4 separate regions of the Mus musculus genome follow, and all the other regions are linked to region 4. A link is a contact called in public promoter capture Hi-C data. All regions are on one chromosome and are shown on one strand. The core of a region is the stretch at or near the end of the contact, and the rest is flanking DNA. Distances in the headings are between cores, read along the strand shown. Region 1 holds the start of Asb6 (ankyrin repeat and SOCS box-containing 6). Region 2 holds the start of Usp20 (ubiquitin specific peptidase 20). Region 3 holds the start of Tor1b (torsin family 1, member B). Region 4 holds the start of Coq4 (coenzyme Q4).

Evidence for each region. Promoter capture Hi-C pulls out the DNA fragments that hold promoters and counts their contacts. Capture Hi-C pulls out chosen DNA fragments and counts their contacts.
Region 1: a contact with region 4 is called in a promoter capture Hi-C map of liver, with 2.4 times the contacts expected there. The contact joins the promoter of Asb6 here to the promoter of Coq4 in region 4. A contact is called at or near these places in 1 of 39 promoter capture datasets (pre-B cells), 1 of 484 Hi-C or Micro-C datasets (CD4 T cells), 1 of 115 datasets of contacts at active chromatin or transcription factors (large pre-B cells) and 2 of 9 other capture datasets (adipose tissue and liver).
Region 2: a contact with region 4 is called in a promoter capture Hi-C map of erythroid cells, with 6 times the contacts expected there. The contact joins the promoter of Usp20 here to the promoter of Coq4 in region 4. A contact is called at or near these places in 1 of 39 promoter capture datasets (erythroid cells) and 1 of 9 other capture datasets (liver).
Region 3: a contact with region 4 is called in a promoter capture Hi-C map of liver, with 2.7 times the contacts expected there. The contact joins the promoter of Tor1b here to the promoter of Coq4 in region 4. A contact is called at or near these places in 5 of 39 promoter capture datasets (hippocampal neurons, liver, neutrophils and 1 more) and 1 of 9 other capture datasets (liver).

Annotation. Positions count from the first base shown.
Region 1 is chr2:30,826,650-30,829,959 of GRCm38.p6, reverse strand. Asb6 (ankyrin repeat and SOCS box-containing 6) reads left to right here and starts at 1,660. Exons shown (of 6, transcript NM_133346.2): 1 at 1,660-1,886; 2 at 2,862-3,037. The coding sequence starts at 1,774.
Region 2 is chr2:30,980,823-30,984,410 of GRCm38.p6, reverse strand. Usp20 (ubiquitin specific peptidase 20) reads right to left here and starts at 2,132. Exons shown (of 25, transcript NM_028846.5): 1 at 2,013-2,132. BC005624 (cDNA sequence BC005624) reads left to right here and starts at 2,470. Exons shown (of 9, transcript NM_144885.2): 1 at 2,470-2,633; 2 at 2,869-2,928. The coding sequence starts at 2,551.
Region 3 is chr2:30,951,501-30,954,806 of GRCm38.p6, reverse strand. Tor1b (torsin family 1, member B) reads right to left here and starts at 1,806. Exons shown (of 5, transcript NM_133673.3): 1 at 1,584-1,806; 2 at 790-1,055. The coding sequence starts at 1,782.
Region 4 is chr2:29,786,122-29,789,485 of GRCm38.p6, reverse strand. It overlaps Coq4 (coenzyme Q4), which reads right to left and starts at 1,993. Exons shown (of 7, transcript NM_178693.5): 1 at 1,129-1,993; 2 at 918-1,049. The coding sequence starts at 1,201. It overlaps Trub2 (TruB pseudouridine (psi) synthase family member 2), which reads left to right and starts at 1,815. Exons shown (of 8, transcript NM_145520.5): 1 at 1,815-1,983; 2 at 2,879-3,010. The coding sequence starts at 1,875.

The sequences.
Region 1 (3,310 bases), core at 411-2,910, 1.0 Mb before region 4:
TAGGCTAGGGGAAGATGGTGAGGCCAAGGCCAGAAGGACCACACCTAGATTCACCTGTTGCATGGGGTTTGTATTCTGCCCTCTGAGTTCCACTGAAGCTCTAGTCTGGGGACCTTCAAAGTGACCTTATTTGGAAGAAGGGTCTTGTAGATGTCAGGAGGCTAAACTACTGCTATTCTGGATCAGGGCAGCCTCCAAAGCCAAGTGCTGGAGCCACTGAGGAAAGGAGAAGTGACCTGGACAAAGGCACAGACCCAAAGCAGGAAGCCACGATGTCCAGTCTTCATGGTGCTGGGTATGGAACTCGAGGCATTCTGCTCGGTGAGCCAACTCCCAGGCCCAAAGGGGAACTTTTTTTTTTTTTTCCCCATGAATAGGGATGTTTTGCTTGCATGGCCATATGTGCATCACTTTTGTGCCTGTGCCCACAGCGTCCAGAAGAGGGCACCAGATCCCCTTGGCCTAGAGTTATGGGTGGCTGTGAGCCACTATGAGGGTGTTGGGAGCTGAACCTGGGCTGATCAAGATCTCTCCAGTAACCTGCCACCCTCCACCCGACTCCTCCCCCCTCTTGGAGATAGAGCCTCACTATGTAGTCCTGGCAGGCTAAGAACAGAACCTAGGTCCTTTGCAAGAGCAGCCAGTATTCCTAATTGCTGAGCCATCTCTCCAGCCCCTGTACAGATTTTTTCCCCATTATTCCCTTAACAACCCAATAAACAATGACCAACCTGGTGTTTACTCTGTTGGGTGCAGAGTCCCATAGAGCTGAAATAGGTCATGAGAGGAGCTGTGTACCCATTCTGTGTAAGATCCTTGGCCACTGGGTTTGGTGTCCTGGGCTATCCTGGAACCAAGCCTAGCATCCCAACACTTGAGAAGTGGAGGCAGGAAGGCTCTTGGTTAAAACAAAGAAGAAATTTTGTTCCAAGCCAGTAACTCTATGGCAGATGGCAGGTGCCAAGCAGAGAGAACACAAGCCCCCATAAGGGATTGGAGCTACACCTATGATGGTGCAGCCTCAGGACCATTGACACCTCCCCATAACTGACCTTTTTAGAGTCATCAGGGCCTTGCCGCAGGACTCAAAGTTGCAGCCACTCAAATTTGCGTAGGGGGACGCTACCTGGTACAGTCCTTTCTGCTATGTCAAAGCTTCCTCCTGCTCAGGGTCTAGGCAAGTGATATTATGCCAATTTTCCAGATCAGGACATGAAGGTTCACAGAGTCCCTCCAGTGAAAAGTGGGAAAAGTGGGCAGCCTGTTTGGCTAGGCGTCAAGGGACAGAGAATAAGGAACTGCCCCCAGCGTCTGTGGGGAAGAGTTGGGGTGCAAGATCCTCATTACGCCACTTGGTCTACACAGTGGAGAAACTGAGGTGGTTGCAGCCTTTCCTTAGAGAGTGGCCAAAGTCAAGTAGGCTGCAGAAAGTAGTGTTCAGGCTCCGAATAGGGCCTGTGTCACCTCGGATTGGAGCCAGTCAGTAGCGGGGCCGCATGCCCCGTCGGAGCTCAGACGCCCTTCAGCGGCCTCGCGGGGAATTTCAGTGCGGGGCGGAGCCGGACAGTGATGATCGCCGCGAGGTCCTCCCCGGCGGCAGGGGGCAGTGTGACTCACATGCTCCCTCAAAGGCCCGCACGGACCGGAAGTAGGAGTGGTAGGATAACTTCCGGTGCGGAACTGGGGCCTGGGAGGATTGCTCACCGGCGCGGGGTCTGAACCGGTAGATCGGGAGGTGGTGGCCTGTGGGTGTCGGAACACGCGGCCGACGCCATGCCGTTCTTGCACGGCTTCCGCAGGATCATCTTTGAGTACCAGCCCCTAGTGGACGCCATCCTTGGCGCCCTGGGCATCCAGGATCTGGAGCGGCAGGAGCCCCTGGATGAGTAAGTCGCTGCGGTCCTCTGTGGTTGTCGCAGCGGGAGTGGGAGCTGCGTGGCCGCGAGCTCGAGCTCCAGCCTGAGGCGGGCTCGGAGTGTCTTGTAGGGCAGAAGACCCGGGCCTCTGCTGCCTGTGCATGGATGCTGGAGACGTCCTGGCTGGGGCCGACCGGACTTTCGGCAGACAGCAGGCCTCTCCGAGAGCCTCTGGGGAAGCAAGCCGGTGTGGTCCGTGTGCCCTGTGCAGACCTCCTTGGGTACTCGGAGCGCTACGCCTTCGGAGTGCTTGTGCTACAGAGACAAGCGAGCACCCAGACCGGCATCGCGGTCTGAGATGCAGAGTAGGGTGGGGCAGAGGAGCTAGCAGTCTCACCAAGGATGTCTTTTCTAAACCACATCAGCCCTTTCCTCTGCGGCCTACTCTGTAAATGCAGTGCCAGGCGTTTTTAAGAACTCGGAGGCGGGGCCGCAGGGCTGCACAACAAGGCGCTACTGCCCTCCTTTGGCGGAGCCCAGCATATTTAGGAGGGCTGCCCCAGATAAGCGTTTTGTGTCCGGGCGTTGGTCAGATCTTAGGGCCCACCTGTTGCAAGAGGTCTGGTGGGTGAGATTAGGGCGAAGAGCAAGTAAGGCGCGTCGTGGCCAGGTGACTCTGAAGGTGGTGTTTGGGCCGTTGTCAGAGCTGGGGTAACATATGGAACAGCGTCCAGGCCCAAGATGCACTTAGTAGGTAGTTTTGTCTAGGAAGGGTGAGAGCTTTAGGGCTACCCTCAAGGTGGTGTGAGAGAAGATGGGGCAGAGCCAGCACTTTGACAGCATGCTGAAGGATGGCTTTGAAATCACTTAATGCTTTTGACCAAGAAAGAGTTGTGCCCCACAGAGCATGCGCAGCTTGTGTGGATGCTTGTGAAAGGGCACACAGGCTAGGGCCACTGGCCCCCGTGAGTTCCCACTTTCTCTGTTCTGCCTCTTGGTGCACAGTTCTGCTTCCAGCGAGGAGAGCCGGATCCTGGTCCTCACGGAGCTGCTGGAGCAGAAGGCTCACTCTCCATTCTACCAGGAAGGCGTGAGCAATGCGTTGCTGAAGATGGCTGAGCTGGGCCTGACCCGGGCAGCTGCTGTCCTTCTGCAGAGTGGGGCCAACCTCAATTTCGAAGGTCAGCAGCATCCTGAGGATGGGGGTGGGGTGAGGAGGACTAGGCAGCCAGGCCCAGCCACTGCTTTTCCTCCGGTCTTTGGGGTGACTTCCCTTGTTCTTTTCCTGTGGGTGTCTTTCTGGGGGCTCTTAGCGCCTCTACTCCCACATCTTCCAGATCAATCCTTCTACCATGTAGAGAATACACTGGCAATGCCCAGAGCTAAGGGCAGGTGATTTCTCTGCTCTGAGCTGTCCTGCAGGTTTTGCTCTGGCCCTAGAGGTGGGAAGATAA
Region 2 (3,588 bases), core at 883-3,382, 1.2 Mb before region 4:
TCCTCCTCCTTCTTCTTTTTGGATTTTGGAGACAGGGTTTCTCTGTGTAGCCCTGGCTGTCCTGGAGCTCACTGTAGACCAGGCTGACCCCAAACTCAGAAATCCCGACTGTCTCTGCCTCCCAAGTGCTGGAATTAAAGGTGTGCGCACCACTGCCAGGCTTCTCCTTTTTTCTTATTTATTTATTTTTATTTGGTTTCTGGAGACAGGGTCTCTCTGGGTAGCCTTAGCTGTCCTGGGACTCACAGAGATCTGCCTGCCTCTGCACGTGCCATCGTTACCCAACTCAAATAAGCACTTTGGAATGCTTACCATGACGAGGCCATCCCAGATGTGACTGCTCCTTAAGCATCCATCCAGCTCCGCAGAAAGTCAGCACCCATCCCACCTGTCATGCCAGACTAATATCTGAGACCCCTCACTTTCCTGGAGGCTCCTTTCCAGAGCACTTTTACTTCCAAAAACACTACTCAGAGCGACTGCAGTCTCTGTATCCAGCACCTAGGTCAAATTTCCAGCTGCCACACTCCAAGCGGCACTTGTGTCAAACGAGAATCAACTCCGTCTGCCAGAGCCCAGGGAGTTGGTATCACCTGGCATTCTGGCTTCAAGGATGGGAATGCAGATACAAACAAGGGACAACTTGTTTGTATCAGATGTCCCTCTCTGTATCTTCAAATGAGGAATGTCTCAAAATGCTCTTGACCTTGTGACTTTCCTTGGAGGCACCAGAGAGGCCCAGTACCCTAGAGGTTAAGGGGTAAGGCATGGTTAGGCAGGGAAATTAAGAGCCACCTCTGAGCCTGTGAGAATTGTACACCCAAGTCCCTGGATTCATGCAGCAGTTCCCAAGGTGCCTCTTTTTCAGCCAACAGAGACATGGTGTCCAATGACTGCCATCGACATCTGAAGATGGTTGATCTAATCTCCAGTGGGGTCAAGACTTTTGATACTTAATGCCTCTTTGATCAAAGCTAAAAGGCTGTTTCAAGACATCCCGAGTTTTCTCTTTGTCCCAGTCTAAGGGGAATATGACAACTTCAGAAAAAAAAATGTTCTGGAAAAAAGCCAAGGCATGGCAGACATGCCCTCCCTGCTTCAGAATAGTCTTCTGGAAAAAGTGTCCATCAGCCCCTCCCCCAGCCCATAAGCTGGCACACCAGCTGCAGCAGCAGCAGGGAAGACCCACAGAGGCCCGCTGTCCCTGAAGCACACCCTGCAGCTGTGAAAGCTCTGTCCCCAACCCAGCCTCACCTCCCAGCTGCAGAACTTGAAGTACGGGTTACTTCTCTTACGCCTCGGTAGCCTCGTTTTTTGAAAGAGAGACCCAACTGCATCTACTTCGTGGGATTTGATGGAAGGCTTCTAGAAGAGACTGCTTACCCCAGTGCCTGCCACAGTTAAGTGTCGAGTAAGAAGCGCTGTGCTCCAGAGGAAACTAGTAATTAAGGAGTCCCTAAAAGTCCCATGTGAGCTATTACGCATGCACTTATCCATCTTATAAGTGTTTATAGACACCTTTAAAAACTAACTACCGTCGCAACATCTCGGGGGTGTAAGGTGCTTATGGCAGAGCGACAGTCCTCCAGGCCAAACGAGTCCTCCCAAGCTCTCAAAGAGCAGTCCCTGGCCTCTGAACGTCAGTGGTACCTCTCCTAGGGACGAATGGCTGCAGGCCAACCTGGTATGGACAGTCAGCACCGGGACTGATATTCACCCCCGGCAAGGTGATCAGCTTTTGTGAGTGAGGAATAAATGTGCACGTCCGAGCCCTGGAGCCCGAGTGGCCTCCTGCTGGCCTTCCAAGCGACGTGCGGCCTGCTCAAAAGCCAGAGCCGTGGGGGTTCGGGGCGGGCACGGGAGTCGGTGATGGGATGATAGGCGGCGGGGACCTCTTACCAGGTCCTGGCCGCCCCGCAAAGCCAGGCCTCCCCTGCTCCCAGCGGCTGGACGATGATCCCCGCTCTAGCGGCCCAGCCCCCGGCAGCAGGCAGCAGCCGTCAGAAACTCACCTGCCGTCGCAACCGCGCCGCCTGTCAGTCAAGCTAGCCCACCGCGGCGCTGCCTAGAGTCTTGTGGCTCTGCCTGCCACGCCCCGCCTCCTCACCGTCAGACGTCCAATCGGGAGAGCCTATGCCAGGAGCGGGGGCGGTGTCACAGGTCACAGCCTACTAGAGGGCGGTACCGGGCACGCCGGAGGCGTGGCCGTGCGAGTGGTGAGTGCCCAAGCATGCCGGGAGTCGGGGGAGTGGCCGTGCTGCTGGGGTTTCACCGTGTGGTTCGAAGGCCGTCCTGTTGAGCGGTGAGCATGGTTACTCGATGGGCGTGGTCGAGGGTGTGGCCACGCGGCAATACCTGCCCTTGCTTTTCGGAGTTCGGAGTGGTTGCCTGCCCTGCTGAGGCGGGGCCCTACGGGCTTGGGGTGTGGCCTGGCAAGGCGGAGGCGGGTCTGAGTGCAGCCGACGCTCTGACGACACTTCTGCGCGCCGGAAGAGAGAGGTTCCCTGGACTACGCGTCTGGTAACGCAGCGCCAAGGGTCTGGTTCCGCTATGCGGATTACTGGGAAAACATTCCGCCGGCGCCGGGCTGACTCGGAGTCGGAGGAGGATGAACAAGAATCAGAGGAGGTTCGGTACGTGTTGCTGAGACAGGCTTGGGACTGGATACCGGCCAGCGCCACGCAGAGGCTCCTAGGGATAAGGCCACATCGCGGCTGGGAGAGGTGCCCCGGGGTCGCATGGGTCTGACTGCCGATGACCACTGGATCAGGGACTCGGCAAAGGGACATGTCCTTAGAACGGAGTTTGGCTTTTGAGTTCCGCAGGTCTCAACCTGTGCGTCACTTTTTATTCCTTTTTTTCCCCCAGGCTAAAACTGGAAGAAACCCGAGAGGTGCAGAACTTGCGGAAGAGGCCAAATGGGGTGAGGTGGGTACCACGGGGGTGGTCGCGGCGTCATTGATTTCCAGCTAAAACAAAAATTTCCAGCTAGGGTCGCAGTCACAAATCCCTCCTTTGACATACAGTTCTACTGATCATAGAGGGAACTAAGGTTCTTTATAAATGTTTGTCACATGCCCTGAACCTGATGGTCTATGGGTCTGCTCCAAGTCACTAACTGTAAATTTTAGCTGGACTGATGAATTGTGATTGACAACGTGTTAAGAGATAAGAATTTGGGAAACTTAGGTTAAAAAGTATAATAAATAAACAATAGCCTGGTTTGGTGCAATCCTATCACAGGGAGTTTGAGGGCAACCTAGGCTTCATAAGAAGAATAAAGAAAAAGAAAAAAACTTGAGGTAGAGAGACAGCATTTATAATAATATTTCCATTTATTTCCCACCTATTTCTTTTTTAGTTTATCCCATGCTTTTAAAGAGTTAAATCATCATATTACTGTGAGCCTCTGACCATGGTGTGTGTTTTCCAGAAAACCTTTTTAGAAGGCTGCGTCGTGTGCATTGCCAGGGGTGTGCACTATAACTTGCTACCAGATTGACTGGGATTGTGTGCTGCCTCACACCTAGACTCCCAGACTTGAGAAACTGAAACAGTGGGATTACCATGAGTTTGGTGCCAGCCGGG
Region 3 (3,306 bases), core at 557-3,056, 1.2 Mb before region 4:
AAGCAAACTATCTAAGGCCGCCCTACCTAACACCCTGTGCCCTGCTGGGAATGGAAATCCCTTTATGAGTGCCTAAGGCAGAGGCCTGGAGACAGGAGGTGAGGAGTTCAGGTTGTGAGGGACAAGTCACCTTGCCTCTCTTGTCCACTTTCTCTGATTTCAGTCCCCTCCTCCCTCCCCCTATCCCAGGAATGATACCCCACCCCACCTCACCCCTACACTAGTTGGCTCCATCTTTAAATGATCATAGCATCCCCTACCTCACTGGATTATTTTGGAATAGCAATTTTAGAAACAAAGAAGATGGGACACACCTATAATCCCAGCACTTGGAAGTTGAAGGTAGGAGGATCAGAAGTTCAAAGCCAGCCTCTGCTATTTATAGTGAGTTTGAAGCCAACCTGGGCTACATTAGACCCTGTCTAAAACCACCCTCTCTCCCACATGCCATAAACTGGGCAAATTGATAGATGCCTGTTGATCTCAGCCCTCAGAAAGCTGGATCCCTAACACCAAAGCCAGCCTGGACTACACGATGAGGCACTGTCTCAGAAAGTATAAATAAAGAGAGGCTAGGCATTTAATCCCAGCCTTTGGAGGGCAGAGGTAGGTAGATCTCTGTGAGTTCCAGGCCTGCCAGACCTACACAGTAAAACTCAGTCAAATAAATAGCAGAAAGCAAAGCAGAGGCCAGATGGAGCACTTCAAGGCAGAGAAAGAAAAGCAGAGGCCAGAGCTACTGAGTAAAGTACCCCAGGCATATGATCAAAAATCGGTAGGTTTTCTTGCCTGGTACACCTTTATCTTCTGCTCATGAGGGAAGTGCAAAGTAGAGACGAACAGGTGGACAAAGTTACTCTTCAGGCCTTTTGGATAAAGGTTTTCAGCCACAATCTGGCTGATAAAATTCTTGCCCGTGCCAGCCCAGCCGTGCAAGGACAGAGTCAATGGTTTCTTGGAATTTTTGTTGTTCCTGAAGCCAGTCAATGCCTTGAGAATCACTTCGGTGGCAAGGTGCTGTCCAAACAGCTTCTCTTCCAAGTCCAGCTTGAGGGCTGCGGAGGCCCGCACCGGAACAAAGAGAAAAACACAGGTTAAAAAAGTACCTGAGTCAGAGGCACAGTTAGCGACTGATCCAGCAGGGCCAGAAGGGATGAAAAATGCAGAGATCTCACAGATCAGAGCCAGAATCATAAGGACCTACAGTCAGATCCTTAAGTGCCAGTTCTCCTTAACATCTAAATGTCAAACAAGCTACACAGATTCTTTCATCCAGGGAAGAACCATTTGGCGGCTGTGCTCCGGGCTAGCTTTCCCGCCACCCCTGATGGCTCGAAAAAAAAACAAACAAACAGCAAGAGCAACAGGCGGGCTTTCTGGATGGAGCTCCACGCCTGGCACCCCCTGGCGGGGCGCACCAGCTGGCCCCGTTGCGTTCAGTTCTCCAGGTGGTCATTGCAAGGCCTGCAAAGGTGTGGCGAGGTCCCGGCCGTGTGTGTCTCCCGCGGCGCCGCATCCAGCAGGAGCGGGAGCCAAGCTCCCAGTGCCCTCCCGCCCGCCCCGACCGGCCCGCGGGCACATACCCGACGTGTTGAGGGGCCGTTCCTCATGGCAGCACTCGGTGAAGCGGCAGTAGAAATCGGTATAGGACAGGTAGCCGGTGAGCGCCGACACGGCCCCGATGGCGATGCCCACGCTTACGGGCTCGAACGCCCCCGCCACGTGGGCGGCCAGCAGCGCCCACAGGGCCGTGGAGCCCCCAAACGCTCCGATTCGTCTCATCGCACGCAGGGAAGCACCGTGCGGCTGCGCTCCGAGCGCAGGATTCAGTCCCAGGGACTGAACTTCCGGTACGGCGCTGTCACTTCCGCTTAGCTAGAAAGCCGCCTTGTTGGAAAGGGGCGGGGAGATTATTGTCACCAACGTTGTGAGTGTCAGGAAACCCTCTAGAGACCATTAAAGGAATTTCATTCCTATCTTTTAGAGGTCCTGTTTGTTTGTTGGTTGGTTTGTTATACAAACACACACACACACACACACACACACACACAGGAGACGGAGAGAGGGAGAGAACGCAGAGATGGATCAGTTGTTAGGGGCACTGACTAGCTCTTCCTGAGGACCTGGGTTCACTTCCAAGCACCCACATTCCTGTTTTGTGACGGTCTCTAACCAGTTCCAGGGGTTCTGCCACTCTCTTTTGGCCTCTGTAAGCACTGCACACACACACACGGGACACAGACATACACGCAAGCAAAACAATCATACACACAACATAATAAAATTATTGGAAAATTATGCACACATAAAAATCAAAAGCCCAGATTGGGCTCCCAGCATCCACATCTGGTGGCTTATGATTGCCTGTACCTCCAGAACTTTTCCTCCGAGCTTTGTGGGCACCTCCACGTATACGGTGCTGTACAGAAGCTCAGGCGTGCACATACATATAAGATAATACATAAATAAATAAAATAATAATAATAATAATAGCAACAATAATGTGTGCTTGTTGTGAGAGAGACAGGGCTGAGCACTAGGGATGTAACGCACATAGGGACACCTGTGGGGGATTCACAAGGGAGACAGACATTTGTCTATGCGCATACCACACAGTGGGCCCCAGGTTGCCCGCTGGGAATTCATCCATGGAGTAGAGTTGGTCCTGCCTTTCAGGACACACAGGCTGTAGGGGAGGCAAGCAAGGGGACAAGGACTACTGAGTCATCAAAGTCCAGGTACTGTGGGGCAGGGAAAGCCTTTGCCTATGCTGAAGATTAGAGGTATTAATCAAAAACCGACGAAGTTGGTCATGCAGAAAACAAGCAGTGGTGTGGTTTATGTAAAGAGTAGAGTTTGTAAACAGCCCGTCTGAAATGTGTGATTACTCCTCCACACGCCTTCATTATATCAACTTGATATAGAATTTGAAGCCACAGGCTTTTTTCCTTTTTGTTTGTTTGTTTGTTTGGGTGTTTTGTTTTGTTTTGTTTTTGGGACAGGGTTTCTCTGCGGAGCCCTGGCTGTCCTTGAACTCACTCTGTAGACCAGGCTGGCCTCGAACTCAGAAATCCGCCTGCCTCTGCCTCCCAAGTGCTGGGATTAAAGGTGTGCGCCACCACCGCCTGGCTGCCACAGGCTTTTAATAGGGACAATACAGCCAACTTGAAGATCATTCCCCAAGGAAATAGATTGTCCATACATACTTGGTCCAGACTTTGCCAAACTTGGTTGAGTTCCTTTAGTAACTAATGTGCAATAAATAACTCGTGAACTCTGGCTGTGTGTCAGGCCCAACACTATATA
Region 4 (3,364 bases), core at 744-3,243:
TCCACCGGCCTTGAGATTAAATGGTGATGAATGGCAGTAACTAGGCTGACACAGTGCTTGCTTAGCACACCCAAAGCCCTGAGTTTGGTTCCCAGCATCATATAAACTGGGTATGAGGGTAGCACACACCTGTAGTCCCAGCATTCAGGAGGTAGGGAGGCAGGGTGATCAGGAATTCAAAGTCATCCTTGGCTATCTATGGAGTTAGGGGACAGCCCAGTCTATAAGAGACCTTGCCTCAACAAAACAATTTTTAAAAAATGGCGCTAGAGTTGAGTGCAGGTACAGTCACCAGATCCTATATAAACCATGCCACATGTCTCTTCTTTTACTTCCTCCCATCTTTTCTTTCTTTGAGCAAAGACTGGGTATGTATGGAAAAAGAAGCTGATCTTGCCAGGCAGTGGTGGCGCATGCCTTTAATCCCAGCACTTGGGAGGCAGAGGCAGGCGGATTTCTGAGTTCGAGGTCAGCCTGGTTTACAGAATGAGTTCCAGGACAGCCAGGGCTACACAGAGAAACCCTGTCTTGAAAAAACCAAAGCCAAACAAACAAAAAGAAGCTGATCTTGAACTGTTTCAGCAAAGAAAATCCTGAAGATCATGGCCCTTACCAAGTTTACTTACTACCCAGTGAGAATGCTGTAATTTGGTGTGTACCTGGTCATTCAGCCCAGAGATTAATATGCTAGGGTGACACTCTTCCAAGAATTACAAAAAGGCAGACTTGTAGACTTCACGTTTCTTTCTTCCTCTCCTCCCTGTGCCCAGAAGACCCAAAACAGTTCTAGCTAGAATCAGGCACCTGATTATCATAAACGATCCTGGGAAATATGATAGGCGCAGCCAGGTTTGGATGCCCACAAACCAAGTCTTCACCGGTCCCAGCTTTCGAGACCGAAGAGTAAACCGTCTTACCGTGGCGATAGGGGTTGTAGAGAGCCATTCCCGCCGCGCCCGCAGCCAGCAGCATCTTTTGCAGCGGGGTGGTTGGGATGTGGTCCGGGTACAGCAGGCGGGCGCCATGGCTCCCGGCCCTGAGGGGTACATCTGCGAGCAGAAAAGAGGTAAAGGTGAGAGGAGTCCGGTCCCTCTGGTCGCCGCGGACACTGGAATCAGAGCTGCTCACCTACAGCTGGCCGCGTACGGGGCCGAAGACTGCGGTGGAGGCGCAGGGAGCGAAGCAGCAGCAGGGTCGCCATGGCAGCGGACGTCCGCGTGGTTAGGCGGGGCTCCGCAGGTACTACGGAGGCCCGAGAAGTCAAAAGACTCCTGGGACACTGCACTCACTGTGGCTTTTTGATCGGAGATGTTGTAATATGGACAGGAGCATGAGAAGGAAAGCCACAAGATCTGTTTGCCACTGAAGTAAAACAACTGCTGTGAGCCAGGCGTTATTTATAACGTAGGCCTGTCAACCCAGCATTTGAAACCTGGAGGCCGTAGGATCAGTTCGAGATCCTTCTTGGCTATTTCTTAAGTACGAAGGCAGTACTAGAGACCTTGTCTCAAAAACCAAGCCTGATGTGAATTACTCGTCACTCCAGATCTTGGAAAAGTGGAGACAGAAAAGTAATGAATTCTCGGCAACTTAGCAAGTTTGAGGGCAGCCTGGGATATATGAGAAACAAACAAACAAAAAACTCCTGAAAAGAATTCAAAAATAACATAACCGAGAATTCGGTTGCTCGATATCCGGCCCTATTTTCTTCTCCATCTCTTATTTCCCCCCCGGAGGGCAATAAGAAAAGAACCTCTTCCTGCCAAGGAAACAAGGCGGCTACCTACAGTAGGGACCACATTTGGGAAAGGACCACGCAGCACTTCCGCCCGCATCCCCGCTTCTGGATGATGTTGAACCGCTGAGTTCCAGCCATGGGTTCTTCTGGCCTAGCTCGGCTGCAGGGGCTCTTCGCTGTCTATAAACCTCCGGGGCTGAAGTGGCTGCACTTGCGTGAGACCGTGGAGTTGCAACTGCTTAAAGGTGAGAACTCCGACGCGGACCCACGGTTTTGCTTTAGTTCTTTCTGATGTGGAGTGAGGTCACGTGGTTCGTTTGCCGGGTTGTAGCTGTTTCTTGTTTGTTTGTTTTTTTTCTCTTGTACACATTTCGTTACTACCCACTCTCCGCTATTTTCCTTTAGAGAAATTCATTCTATAGTGTTGGGTTTTTTTTCGCGGTTTCTGTTACAGAGTTAGAATTTGAACTTTTTTTTTTTTTTTTTTTTTTTTTGCCTTTTGAGACAGGGTCTTTTCTAATTAATCCGACCTTGAAATCAGTGAGGCACTGAGAATTCTGACTCTCCTGACTCCACCTGCCAGATGCTGGGATCACAAGCGTGACCACCACCCCGACCCTCAAACACCAATTTTTTTCTTTGCCTTTTTTTCCTTTCTTTTATTTTCTTAAAAACTGTCATGTAGCCTCAAATTTGCTATGTAAGATGAAGATAACCTTGAACTTTTGACTGTCCTGCCTTCACTACCCAAGGTCTTAGACTACATCTGTGTAGTACCACCTCCCATTAGGGTGCTGGGGATGGAACCCGGGGCGTCTTGCGTATTGTGCAAACACTCCATGAATTGAGCTACACTTCCAACCTAGGATTTTTGTTTTGTTTGTTTGTTCTTCACTTTTTAGAGAATGGTTTCTCTGTATACCCCTGGCTGCCCTGGAAATAACTCTGTAGATCAGTCAGGCCTTGAATTCAGAGATAGGCCCGCCTCTTGCCTCCCCAGTGCTGGAATTAATGATACCTGGCTTCTGAAGGAGTCATAGTACGTTTTCTACGATACACAAATCCATCTTCTATGCTACCATCTCTCTACCCCTTCTCTTGCGGGTTGGAAAAGTACTGACTGTGTTCTTTTGTGCTTAGGTCTCAATGCCCAGCAGCCTCCTGCTCCTGATCAGCGTGTTCGCTTCTTGCTAGGCCCTGTGGAAGGCAGTGAAGAGAAGAAGTTGACTCTCAGAGCCACCAATGTACCCTCCCTCACCACCCACAGACTTGGTAAGGCAGAGTCAGACAGGACCCTGGCCGTGATGTTAGAGGAAATCCCTGGCCTGAGTTAGATTTCTAGCCCAGGGTTTGGCAAACTTCCCTAGAGAGGGAAGATTTTAAACAGCTTCTGCCTACAGCCTTGTGTTTTCCTTGGCTCTGCTCCTCTTTGCTATTGTAATGCAAAGCATCTCTAGACTGTAGGAAAGGAGAGAACCTTCTTGTATTTTAGTCAAGACTGGAGTGCAGCCACATGGTTGTGGTGCACGCCTTTAATCCCAGCTCTTGGGAGGCAGAGGCAGGCGGATTTCTGAGTTTGAGGCCAGTCTGGTCTACAAAGTGAGTTCCAGGACAGCCAGGGCTATA